Regions from separate parts of the Ovis aries genome. Here region 2 is linked to region 1. The links are chromatin contacts, called in public Hi-C maps. All regions are on one chromosome and are shown on one strand. Each heading gives the region's core, a stretch centred on a gene start, on an enhancer-like site or on the middle of the called end of the contact. The rest is flanking DNA. Distances are from core to core; before and after follow the strand shown. Region 1 holds the start of SPACA6 (sperm acrosome associated 6). Region 2 holds the start of PPP2R1A (protein phosphatase 2 scaffold subunit Aalpha).

The links. Hi-C and Micro-C count contacts between places; a contact is called where the count stands out from the background.
Region 2: a Hi-C map of hypothalamus shows a contact between it and region 1, with 6 times the contacts expected there. The contact joins the promoter of PPP2R1A here to the promoter of SPACA6 in region 1. A contact is called at or near these places in 2 of 16 Hi-C or Micro-C datasets (hypothalamus and liver).

Annotation. Positions count from the first base shown.
Region 1 is chr14:57,764,724-57,771,639 of ARS-UI_Ramb_v3.0, forward strand. SPACA6 (sperm acrosome associated 6) reads left to right here and starts at 2,127. Exons shown (of 10, transcript XM_015100074.4): 1 at 2,127-6,241; 2 at 6,469-6,546. The coding sequence starts at 6,028.
Region 2 is chr14:58,151,141-58,157,629 of ARS-UI_Ramb_v3.0, forward strand. PPP2R1A (protein phosphatase 2 scaffold subunit Aalpha) reads left to right here and starts at 3,466. Exons shown (of 15, transcript XM_027978664.2): 1 at 3,466-3,600. The coding sequence starts at 3,523.

The DNA.
Region 1 (6,916 bases), core at 877-3,376:
AAGTGACACTAGTGGTAAAGAACCCGCCTGCCAATGAAAGAGACATAAGAGACGCTGGTTTGATCCCTGGGTCAGGAAGATCCCTTGGAGGAGGGCATGGCCAACCACTCCAGTATTCTTGCCTGGAGAATCCCATGGACAGAGGAGCCTGTTGGGCTACAATCCATGGGGTCACAAAGAGCTGGACACGACTGAAGCGACTTAGCACACACACATGGATGAATAATACAGGATACAGTGTTAAAAAAAAAAAAGCATAGAATAATATGATCCCACCTGGGGACAAAAAAGAGGGGGTTAGTATAATACATGCGTGAAAGTGAAGGTCGCTCAGTCCTGTAGGACTCTTTGCAACCCTATGGCCTATACAGTCCATGGAATTCTCTAGGCCAGAATACTGGAGTGGGTACCCTTTCCCTTCTCCAGGGGATCTTCTTAACCCAGGGATCGAACCCAGGTCTCCCGCATTGCAGGCAAATTCTTTAAGCTGAGCCATAAGGGAAGCCCAATAAACAAGTACAAAAGGATATAATTCTTCTGGAAAGATTCATAAGAAACTGGTAAGCATGAGCTGTCCCCAGAGAGGAGTGGATGGCCAGGGACAGGGCAGGAGGAGACGGCATTTTTCACTGTTGGAACCCCAGGACCCTACACTCACCACTCCCTCAGTGTGTCCTCAATATGTCCTCTGGGCCCTAATGTCCACTAGGTCCCAATCGGCACACAGTGCCTGCCCTCTTCTGCACCCCCTTCTCCCTCTGGTTCCCCATCCAGAACAACTCCTGGCCCCCGCAGTCTCAGGGCCACACTCCTGGTTGTTTTATCTTCCTGACCTCTTCCATCCTCATCACCCTCCTCACATTCTCTGTCCCACCCCCTCCTCTGGGTCCCCAGGGTCCCCGCCTCGGATCAGGCAACCATCTCCCCATCCTCCAGCAGTCTCTTCCCCCCAACTCATCCCCCACAGGCCCCAGAGGGATCACTTTGACACCCCAAATCTGACCCTGCCCCTCCCTTTGCTCCCAGACACCCACATGGGAAAGTTCCCCGCCCCGGCCAGCCAAGCGCTGGGCACCTGGCCCCGCCCACCACCTCAGCCTCCTCTTGCAGGCTCCTGAGTTCCCATCAGACTTGACCGCCCGCCCTTCTCCCAGAATCGCCCCCCTGGTTTCCTCTGGGCCTCTGCTTCAGCTGTGCCCTCCGCCTGCAATGCCCGTACGGACGCCTCTCTCTCTCTCTCTGTCTCTCTCTCTCTCTCACACACACAATTCAGATCTAACTTCTCCTAGTTCTTGGAGGTCACAACCACCGCCTTGTCTGGAGGCCCTTTCGGCTATCGCCAGCTGAAAGGATTCCTGCCCCATACCCCGGGGCTCCCACAAGCCGCTGGATCCTCCCTTCGTCATACCCCGATCGCCCAGGATTGGAACTGTCTGCGTCTGGGTCTGTCTCCTCCATCAGACTTGTGAGCTCGGACTGCAAGGGCAGATCTGGGTCTGATTCACCTTTCCGTCCCCCAGTGGGTGGGTGGGTGGAGAAACCGAAGCGGAGGGAGGGGAAGGAGGCTGGGAGAGCAGAAAGGGGGAGACAGAGCGAGGAGAGGAGAAGACCCTGATGGAGGGGCGCGGGGGGCGTGATGTAAGGAGAAAGAGAGACGCGGAGACGGAGACACGGGGGCGGGGGGGGGGGGGGGGGGAGCACAGGGCCAGGAGGAGGCAGGCAGAGTGAAGGAAAGGGAGGAGAGGTGGAGGGGACGAAAGAAAGCAGAGAGTAGAGAACCGGCCCCGGCCGAGGGAGGAGGGAGGGAGGAGCGGGAGCGCCGCCGGCTCACCCTACCGCCTCCCGGCCCCTTTTGTCCCTTCCCTCCTCCCTGCGTCACGCTCCCCGGCCCGGCCTCTCCGCCCCGCTCCCTCCCCCGCCCCGCTCCCTCCTCCCCGGGGCTGGATGGAATTTTTTCCCCTGGACCGGGGCCAGCTCCGGGGCAGGGGCGGGGCGGGGGGGGGGGGGCGGTGGCGGTGGTGGAAGCCAGGCCGGACTGGGCCGGGCGGTGGGGAGGGGCCGGGGCGGGGGCCCCCCTGGGGAGGGGGCTGATCCGCCGGGGTCCCGGGCGGGGGAGCCGGGCCCGCAGAACCGGGAGGAGGCCCAGGCCGGAGGGAGTCGGGGAGGAGGGAAGGAGGATGGCTGGGACGCCGGGAGGAAGGGGAGAGGCCGTCGGGCGGCGGAGGCGGGGAGAGGATGGAGAGCTGGCGGCGGTGGCGGCGGCGGCAGCGGGGCCCGGCTCGGCCCGGCCCCGGGGGGTTGCCCGCCGAGACCCTTCCCCCGACGCGGGAGCGGTGGAGCCGTGAGTCTACGGAGAGGCAGGGGCGTGGGACCCGGGGCCCGGACTCCAGGGTCCTTGGATTTCTGGGTTCCTGGAGGAGGAGGCGGGGGCTGGGGACCCAGAGTCCCGAATCCTTGTAGGTGGGAACTGGGGGGCCTGGATTCCGGGGTTCAGGAGGAGGAGTGGGCCAGGAGCACCTCCTAGATTCCACTGGGAGGGGAGAGATGGGGCTGGGATAGCTAGAGAGGCTCGGAGCCGGAGGAGACTCGGGAGGGGTGCCCTCCCGCGCCCTCAGGGGAGCTCAAGGGAGAGGCTGGCTCTGGAGGTGCCTCTGGCCGCGGAAGGGTTAACGTCTGGCTGGAGGGGCGGGGGAGGGGCAGGGAAGGGGCTGCGGGGCTCTGAGGGGTCAAGGGTGAGCCGAGCCAGTGGGAGGGGGCTGCCGAGGAGGGGGAGGTTGTCTGGGCTGCCAGACAGGCCAGGGTCAGCGGCGGGGGCAGGGGATGTCTGGCGCAGGAGAGGCCCAGCGTCCAGGCTCCCTCGGGGACCGGGATTCCAGTCCCCGGCCCCCTCCTCCCTCAGACCTGGGCGTCCGCGACCCGGCCCCTCCCGCAGAATTCCAGCGTCCGAACCCCAGCCCCCATTTTTTAGCCCTGGACCCTGGAGCCTCCAGCCTCTTCTTCCCTCAGCCCTTGGAAGGGAGGAAGGGGGGGGGGCGGGTCCACATTCCAGCCCCCTGATTCTCCATGAAATCCCAGAGTTCGGGCCCCCAGACCCTTTCTCCCCCTAACCCAGGTGTCCCCACCTCCTCCTCTTTGGCCCCAGCTGGAGTCCAGCCCTCTGGGGGTTAAGGGGGCGGGGCCACTGGTTGCCATGGTGCCAGACTGTTTGGGTCTGCTCTCTGACCCTTGGGGGCTCCCCAGGGTCTGCGGGGAGGGGGAGGGGGGCCCAGACCTGGGCGAAGTCCTGCGCCAACCCTTTCCCCGGGTCGGGCCTGCGGGCCCGGGGAGTCCGCGTTTCCGCCGAGGCCCGGTGCGGTGACCTCGATCGGGTCCTGACCCCCGCCCCCCGCCCTCCGCTCTCTGCGGGCCTCAGTTTCCCTAGGAGAGACGTGCCGGAGCCGCAGGGCGATGCTGCGGCCCCGCGAACCCTGAGGACGCTCGGCTTCCCTCGGCTCGCACCCCCTCCCCAGGCCCCCGGCAGCCCCGGGGCATGCTGGGAGCCCGGGCCTGGGCTTCGGGCCAGGTTGGGGGGGTCGGGGGGGCGGGGGCCGCCTCCTCCCTTCCCCTTCCTCCCCACCTTGGCCCGGCTCGCGCCCCTGCCGGAGGGTCGGGGAGGCCGGGAAGGAGGGAAGCGGGATGCGAGCGGGGTCCGCGGACCCGTCCCTGGGCTCCCCCCTCCGCCCTTCCCCCCGGCCTCCCCCGCCCCTCCGCGCCTCCCCGCCTCCCCAGCAGGTCGCTACCCCGGCCCTGGGCCCCTGCGCGAACCACCCCCACCCCACCCCCAGCTCCAGACCTGGCTCCGAGCTGCGGCGAGGGGGAGGGAGAGAAGGAAGGAGAAGGGGGGGTGGAGGGAGGCGAGAGACCCGGGAGGGAGAGAAGGAGAAAGAGAGAGAGAGAGGCAAGGAGGGAGACGGAGGGGGAGAAGGAGGCCGGGAGATGGAGAGACGAGGGAGGGAGGCAGGCAGGGGGAAGAGGGTTGTGGGGGGGGGGGGGGGGGGGGGGGGAGAGTGAGACGGGGAAATCGAGGGAGAGAAGGGAGGAAAGGGACAAAGACAGAGGGAGGGGGGCGGAGCAGGGGAGGGGGCAAGGCCGGAGGGAAAGGGAAAGAAGCAGAAAGGAGGAGAGGAGAGAGAGCAAGGCGGGGGAGGGCGGAGAGACACGGCCTGAGAAAGGCCCCTGCGAGCCGGGGACGGCCGCGCGCGGGGGGAGGCGCGGCTGGGCAGCGCAGAGCCGGGGAGGAGCACACGGAGCCTGCAGGAGATGGGGACCAGGTGAGGCCGAGGGCGAGCAGGCCGGACCGGGAGAGAGGACCGGGAAGATGGAGCTGGAGCGGGAGACGGCGGGAGCGAGACCGCTGGAGCCCTGGACCGAGGCGGAGGTTCTCAGGTGCACAGACTCAGCCCCGGGCTGGGGAGGGCGGGTGCTGGGCCCTCTAGCCTGGAAGGCCTGGCCCCTCCCACTCCTGCCCCCGCCACCCTCCCCACCCCAGCCTACGGCTGGCTGGGGCTCAGCCTTACCACCTGCGAAATGGGGGTGCCGATGGCACCTCGCGCTCAGCCGGAGAGATGACACAGGCCTGGGGCGGCATCCGCGGATGTCAGTGTGGTACTTGATGAGAGGCCGAAAGCAGGGGTGAGAGAGGAGCAGATACCCAGACAGGCTTTCACGGGTTTATAGCCCCTGGGCGGCCTCCGCCCTGCTTCTGGATTTCAGATTATCTGACAGGTAGGGTCAGGGAGGGAGCTGGCCCAAGTGTCCAAACTCTGAAACTGGTGAAGTTCCCTCGGACCCGGGATCCAGGAAGCCGGGCTGCGTCTTCTCCGAAGGAGACAGGCCTGGCTGGATTCCCGGGACTGAGGGAGGGGCCGGGGGCCTGGCCTCCTGGGTCCCCTGGGGAGAAGAGGGGCTTGAGGACTCGGACTTTTGAATCTCAGGGAGCAGTGGGGGCTAGGGGACCTGGATTCCGGGGACCTTTGGGGAGGAAGGGGCCGAGAGACTGACTCCTGGGTTCCTTGGGGAGGAGGGGGCCGGGGGCCCGGATTCCTGGGTCCTGGCACCCACCCGTAGAACCGACCTTGCGGGGCCTTCGCCGCACACAAGCTCGTGTCTGTGGGTCCGTGTCGGGGGCTCACCATCGCGGCTGGGGCCTCCCCCGGCCCTCCCCGCCCTCCCTGGCCCCGTCTGTCCGTCCATCCGTCTGTCTGTCCACCTGCCGCGCCCCCCGGGCTGAGGTAGGAGGTTGTATAGTTGAGGAGGACACCCAAGGAGATCACTATACGGCCTCCTAGCTTTCCCCAGGCTGCGCCCTGCACGGGACGGCCGGCGGGGACCCCTGGACCCTGGTCCCCTGCCCCACCCGGCCAGGCTGGGGAGGGGGGGCTGCCGCAGGGACCCTGGGAGAGAAGTGGGGCTGTCCCTCCTGTCCTCATCCCTTTCCTTTCTCCCCTTTCCTTCAGAGAGTTTCTCTCCCATCCAGAAATCTCTGCTTGGCTTTCTCTGTCTCTCCATTTCCACTGGGTCTCTGTGCAGCGGCCTCTGAAACTGTCTCCATTAGTCTCTTATGGTGCTTTCTGGATCTCTGGCCTCCTGGTGTCTCCCTGTGGCCTAGTTTCTGTCTTTCGGGCCCTTACGGTGTCTCTGTGCCATGTTCATGTCCCCGGCACCCCCACCCCCACCCCAGGGCCTGGCAGGCCCCCACACACACAGCGCACTGCCGGCCTCTGCGTCCCTGAGACCCTTTAACCTGTGAGGATGTCCAGGGTCACAGGTGAGGTTCTTGGGAGCCTGGCGTCCGGCCCAACCACCAGCCTGGGGCTTGCCGGCCCGACCCCCCTGTCCCCTTCCTCCCTGAAAACCCCCACAGGGGGAGCCTGACATTGGATTGGTGACTGAGACCTGACCTCTGACCCCTGCATCTTGAGCCCCTCCCCCGCACCACAGTGACCTCACAAAAGTCACCAGCTTTCCCCCAGGCTGCGACCCTCCGCCATGGCCTGGCTGGCCCCTTGGAGCGCCATCCTGCCCTCCCTGGTGGCCCTTGTGGTCTCTGGGGCTTCAGCCTGGGCCTGTCTCCTCTGCTTCACGTCTTATGAGGAGCGTCTCCAGATTTGCCAGATCTTCGCCGGCCTGGACAGCCCCGACCTCGGGAAGTGTGAGGAGGCCTTCGCAGATGCCTTTAAGGGGCTGCTGGACACTGAGATCAGTGAGGAGACTGCCCCTTGCTCCCCAGCATCCTCCTGGGATGGGAGGGGGGCCGAGGGTAGGTGGAGGGAGGGACCTGAGAGGCCTGGAGAGACTGAGAGGGACGAGACACACAGACGGGAGAATGGAGACGTGGGGAGCAGAGCTCGGAGACAGAGGGATGACCACCTCGGGGACATGGTGCCGGGGGAAGCAGTTTCCCCCCCAGCCCCTGCTTCCCACCACCAGACTACGAGGAGAGGGGCCAGCTGCACGATGCCTTCACCCAGATGACCCACTCCCTCCAGGAGATGGCCGCTGCCCAGGGTGAGTGGGGCAGGGTCCATGGCACTGGGATATGGATGTCTGAGCCTTTGTGGGGCGGAGGGCACGGGGGAGAAAGCCCAGAACGTGACAGTGATCTTGATGGTAGGATGCCAAGGGAGCTGGGTGACCTTGTCAGGGAGCAGAGACGGGCGGGTTCAGGGCAGAAGGAACTTGAGAGTCTGAGGCCAGTGGGGCTCAGGGAGGTGAAACCTGCCCTCCCTCTGTGGCTTGCCCTCTCCCTGGCTGTGAGATTCTGGATGCACCACTGCCCCCGTCCCCAACTTCGGGCCTCAACTTACCCATCTGAGAAAGGGGACAAGCACTTTGCCTTCGGCAAGGTGTGGGAACTCAGTGAGACGGAGGGGGCTCC
Region 2 (6,489 bases), core at 2,216-4,715, 390 kb after region 1:
TGAAGCAACTTAGCGCAGCAGCACCACGCAATCAAGGTCAGTTTGGGTATTAGAAATCTTCAATGAATCTTTTTGCTCAGTTACTCCCAAAAGTTGAAGGGAAAGGTGTACCTTATTAGGAGACAGTTCTCCATGACCCTCTCATTTCACGTTTTCATGTCTTATATCAGCTTCTGTTCTGGATTACTTTGAAAGGATTTTTATATAACCTCCGAGAAATATGGCAGTAGTGTCTGTCTTGGGGACAAGGGCAGATTCATTATTTAACTAATATAATAAATAAAATGTCTTCCTCAGAAGCAAAGGTTGATAGATGTACTTACAATCCACACTGGAATATTAGGATTTCTTAAGCATAATGTTCTCCATCTGTGACACAGACCCCACTGTGGGTGTGGCATCCCCCTGGACTTCTTTGCACAACCCCTGTGGGGCTTGTGGGAACAAAAGGAACCAGGTGTGAACTTGGAGCTCTTGCTGCCTGTTGTGCCACACATAATAATGGCTTCTGTCTCAGTCCTAGGCATCTCACATCTTATGCCAGCATCCATGAAACTGGCAAGGTAACTTGGTTTGCAAATGGGGTAAAAATCTTACACCCTTTACCTTTCTTGACAATCTTGGAAATGAGGATGGGGTAGTGACTGAACCAACATAACAAAGAGCCTTCATGTATTATCACAAAAGCAGAGGGAAGCTAAATAGATGAGGTAGCTGGGGGCCTATCTCAGTCTGTTCAGGTTGCTGTAATGAAATTCCAGAGAGTGGGTAGTTCATAAACATCAATTTATTTCTCTCAGTTCACAAGGCTGAAAGTTTGAGATCTGGGTGGCAGCATGGTCAGGTGAGGGCCCTCTTATGGGTTGCAGACTTCTGGTTGTATCTTTACAAGACAAAAGAAGGCAAGAGAGCTCTTTCAGCCCTCTTTTGAAAGGTCATTATAATCCCATTCATGACCTAATCTCTTTCCAAAGCTCCATCTCTTAATACGATAACCTTGGGAGTTGAGTTTTAATATATGAATTTTGAGCACACACAAAGAGACCATAGCAGGATCCTTTGGAAAAATTCAGCATCCTGCATCAGAACATATCAGAAATTGCTGTGTGATATGCTTGTGTTTCCACATCCCACAGAGGCGACTGTTCCAGTAAGGGGAGATGCAGGTAGACAAGTCTTAATGAGACATATTACCTTTTTACTTGCTTCTGGCAAGTGGTAAGGATTTTGGTCAAGCGCCACTAACGTCTGATGTACAAAGTTTTCATTATATAAATTATATTCTCTTTGTTGGCAAGTTAGAGGCCCCAGCCTCCATAGCCTTGTCTAACTTGTCATCACATCTCGGCCAGTTGGGGTAGCTGATATAACCTGACCAAATTCAAGTCCTATTTTCCAGTGAAAGTTTAATGGGATTCTTTGGGCAGATTACCATGCTCAATCCTTCCATCAGTGAAAGAAAAACTATTGTCTCTTGGACTCCCCATTAGCCAAAGGAGGCCCAACACTCACTACACTCCTGGGACATGGGAGACAATGTCCTAATGATTTTGTTAGTTAATACCTCTGGCAAAGGGATGCAGCCTCCAGTTAAAAGTCCCCACTGCTTTATGAACTCAGGGCCACTCTGACACTACCAACAGGTGCACTGCTTATAAACAGCAGTAATTAGCTTGCCAATAAATGCACCTCAGGTGGGCTGCCATCTATGGGGTCAGATACGACTGAAGTGACTTAGCAGCAGCAGCAGCAAATGCACCTCAAAACTGAAGTCTGATCTGTAGAAGCCTTGCAATTCTCCTGCTTGATGTTCCAAATTTGGGGATGAATCAATTTGGACTCCACTGCCACCAAGGTACGAAGGGCCCCCGAAGTCCTGCATCTTATAGGAATCACTTATTCGAGACTGGCTCCAGCAGCATCCTGGCTTTATAGGAATAAGTGGTATCTATCCCTCTGGGGGAATTTTCAGCTCTACACTATAGCCAAAGCCACTGGCACTAGTAACCCTGTCCTCTGAGACCTTCCTAAATGCATGGTCTGACCGACGCGGAAGGTTTAGGCAAGTTGAAACCTAATGTTGCTCCCTGGGCCGCTGTGGCTGTGCAGTCTTAGTGCCAGCTGTGCAGGAATAGAAAACAGATGTGGTCAGACACCTGGACGATTGCCAGTGTGTCCAAGTGGCACACAAGCCTTTAGTGTGCCTTGGACATCACTCTTTTAGGATGTGAACTGTGGAAACAAACTGTTGTGCTGAGAGAACTCTTTGGGTCATTGGTTGAAATACTCTTGGTCAGGGTCTTTTCTGTGGAGTCTGACCAGAATCAAGCTGCTGACTGCATCTATGAGCTGCAGAGGCTGTCTCTGCATGGCACACTTGGGACTCTTGGGGGGGGGGGGGCGCTTTGAGGTGTAACTGACAAAATTATAAGATATTTAGAGCGCATCCTTAGCTAAGGAGGTTTATAGCCTCCGTGAGTTGGCAGAGTTGGGGTTGGGGGAAGATCCTGGGAATAAGGAGGAAAAGACTGAAATATGCAACGTCTTCTCCGCTCAACCCCCGCTCCCTTTTATAAGGAGCAGTTTCCTAACTGGAGTGGGTCTTTAGCGAAGACTCAGCTAAGGGATACAAATTTTGAGAGAGGGAGGGAGGGAGAGAAATTGAGATTGACTGATTACGTGGCTCTGGGAGCTTGGCCAGGACTGAAGAGAGGAAGGGAAGAGGAGATACGTAGAGATCCGACGATTTAATAGGAACTGCTTTCCAAATAGAACGTACAGTTTGGGCAAAGGCTTGTTGGCATGAAAAAGCATGATGTGCTCAAGCAATTAATTTTCCAGAACTGCTGAAGAGTAAAAAGGGGAGGTGGGAGACAGGCGTTCAGGAATCAGATCCACGCATGAGGAGCGTTGGGTTTTACCCAGAGTAAGGCAAGTCGCCACGTTTCTCGGGGCCTCAGCAAAATAAAGCATAAATCAAAGACACACTCTCTCCTCCTCTCGCGCAAAGGTTCAGGAGTCCACTTGCCAGCAAGAGGAACCACTGTCTCCCAAACCAAAACCTGCGGATAGTTCTCGTTGCCCCGCCAGTGACGTCATGCATTCCTAGCGACGCAGGCGCAGAAGAACTCGGAGGCGAGCTGGCTTAGCCACCTCCCAATCTTCCTCCTCATTGGCTAGAAGCAACTGCTCGTCTAGGCCGCTATTAGCGGCGACGTAGGCGGGCCCAATCTTGGTCGCTAAGATACGACGTACTTCCGTTTCCTCCTCCCCCTCTCCTACGGCAAACTTAATCTCGTCACTTCGGCCAATGGCAAATGGGCGGTAGGCGGGACCTTATTTGTTCGGACCAAAGAAACGCAGGCTCAGCCGGGATATCGCGGCCAATGAATGTGGGGTAGCCCCTGTAAAGTGGCTCGGGCGTCCCCACGCCTTTCTTTCCTCCTCCCAGCCCAACCCCTCCCTATCCCGGTTTTAGCACGGCGCTGGCCGCAGTCTTGACAGGAACGGGACGGGCCCAAGATGGCGGCGGCCGATGGCGACGACTCGCTCTACCCCATCGCGGTGCTCATAGACGAGCTCCGCAACGAGGATGTTCAGGTCCGGAAGCAACGGGGACTTGAGGAAGAAGGGAAAGGGGACCTGGGGGCACGGGCGTCCCTCGCGGACAAGGTTCAGTGTTCGCTGGGAGTGGCGGAAGGGGCGGCGGCCAATCAGCATTCCGTTTTCATATGTTAGGGTCCCCGGACTCGATGAGACGGCGCCCGTGATTGGGTGTCGGCCCAGCGGAGGGCGGGAGCGAAGGCCACCTTGGAGGGTCCCGGGCCTGCCAAGTGCGCGCGGGGCCCCGGGCCTACGAGGCCGCGGCTCTGGAGAGAGTCGACCGATTGGGTTGGGGAGAGGCGAAGGAACGGCTTGGTGATTGGCGGCAGCAGCCCTTGAATGGCGCCTTGGGGATGCTGTGGGCGCGTGACTTGCTCCGAGTGGGGGAGGGGCCGCCTGATTGGTGGGGGTCCGGGTAGTTTTCACCCTTCACGGCTTCAGCGGCTAAGGCTCTGCGCTGTGGGTTAAACTTTCCAAATGGAGACTGAGACGTGAACACTGACTTTACAGTTCCTGCCCTCCCACTCTCCAGTTTTGGTGTAGACCCCCGAAGGGGAGGGGGGGCGAAAAGCTCACTCCCAAAGTGGGAACTGGCCAAATTCAGGTACGAATTACGAGGTGGAAACTCGCCCCCCTTCCAGGATCCTCCCGTTGAGTGGAGGGTGGGCAGTGCACTAAACGGGCTAACATTTCTAATGTGTAGGAGCGGGAGGTTCAGATATGTGAGCCCAGCAGGCGAAGTATTGAGAGGAGGTAGGGTTAGGGTTTGCCTATCCCAGCCCTGCCTCTCACCCGAGTGACCTTGGGCCGATTAGTTCACCGATCTGGGCCTTTGTTTTCCATAAACTATGGTCTAATAATAGTCCTGGTGTCAATGGGAGGTTGTAAGGGGCTGAACGAGTTAATAATACGAGTCATATAGAACGGCGCCCGGTCTGTTGTAAGGGCCCAATAAATGTTAGCTGTAATTGTGGGGAGTGGTGATCGAAGAGTTTCTATACTCCCTTTGGGCCTTAGTTTCCCCATTTATAAAATTGTGCGGGCTACACTGGCCCAGCCTCTGTGGTTTGGGCTCCTATGACCGTAGTTCGGGAGTCAGAACAGCAAGGCCAGCGTGGTGGCTGCACAGTGAGTGTCGAAGTGGTGGCAGATGAGGATTAATCCAGAGCTAGATCAAGTGAGGCCTGTGGACCAGCAAGGCAAAGCCTTTAGTGAGGTGGAGGAGCCAGTGCCAGGCTTTGCGTAGAGGAATGACATGCTCCTGAGTTTTTGCTGTCGAATAGAGACCAGGCAGGAGCAGAGAGACCTTTCTGGATGCCACTGCAAAGCAGCACCAGCATTGGCAGGATTGGGGGTATCTTGAAAAGGAGGGTTGTTGGGATTTGCTGGTGGTTTGGATGCAGTGTGGTGAGTGATGGAGGAGTCAAGATGACTGAGATTTGAATGCCAGCACTACCGGTGCCCTCCCTGTGTGCGCTGGACCAGTCAGTGCCTTGCCTGTTCTGGGTCCAGATTCCTCATCTGTAAGGAATAATGATGAGTGAGGAAGCAGCATCTGCCTGGTTGGGCAGTTGCAGTGGAATTGACCCCTTAAGAAGGCATTCAGTGATGACCTCATTCAGTTGTCATAGCAGTTTATGGTTTTATATTTGGAGAGTGAACTTCAAAGAAATTGCTTCCTTATCCAGTAAGAAGCAGTGACTGGGTTGCATTGTCTCAGGGGTATTTGGGGCACCACGTTTCTTAAAATGTGGTTCACTGGTGGAGAGAACAGGTTTCTGTGTTACTTACACTGTGTGCTTCAGTTTTCTCATCTATGAAGTGGGAATAGGGAATTCCCTGGTGGTCCAGTGTCTGGAACTCGGCACTTTCACTGCATTGGGCTCACTGCATTGGGCTCAGACTTCAGTCTGTGGTTGGGGAACTAGGGTCCCGCAAGCCGTGCAGTGGATACCTCCCCCCACCCCAAAGTAATACTTAGCATTTCATAGGCATGTTTCAAGGATTAAATACGTTAGTACAAGGAAAATGCTTAGAACAATGCACGACATGTTTTAAGTTTTCATTAAATTTAGTCTGCCGCTTGTGGTAAGATGAGGGCTTCATCTCTCAAAGGTGAGATGCTTCAGGAATTTAAAAACTGTTCTCTTAATGGTTACTGTAGAGCAGTGGGTCTTAACAGGTTGTCACGACTGGTGGGGGGAGAGCTGCAAGCAGTAGCTAGGCATGCTCCCCAGCATCCTGCACTGCCCAGGCCGTCCCTTCACAAGGGATGGTCCAGCCCCAGAGGTCAGTTGTGCCAAGGCTGAGAAACCCTGCTGTCTGCCAGCCTGCTAAGTGCTTTGTGTGTGTTTGTTGAGTCCTCACAAAAGAAATCTGAGATAGGTGCTGGGTTTTTTTTCCAGTAAATGATTTTTGATTGTCAGATCTCAAGCCACAGAGAAAATAGTACCGAATCCAGATTCAGCAGTTTAAAAAAAAAAATTTATCATATTTTTTCACCTGTTTCTCATCCTCCTCCCCACACACTTTTTTTTTTTGGCTGAAGTATTTTAAAAATAAATCCCATACCCCAGATACTTTCTCCTACATACTTCATTATGCACCTCTAAAACCATGGACTTTTTTTATTTGGCTGTGCAGTGCAGCATGTGGTATCTTTGTTCCCCAACAAGGGATCAGACTAGTGCCCCCTGCATTGGAAGCATGGAGTCTTAACCCCTGGACCACCAAGGAAGTCCTAAAACAATGGGCATTTTAATAACCACAATGACATTATCATACATCAGTTCAGTTCAGTTGCTCAGTCGTGTCCTACTCTTTGCAACCCCATGGATTGCAGCATGCTAGGCCTCCCTGTCTATCACCAACTCCTGGAGTTTAGTC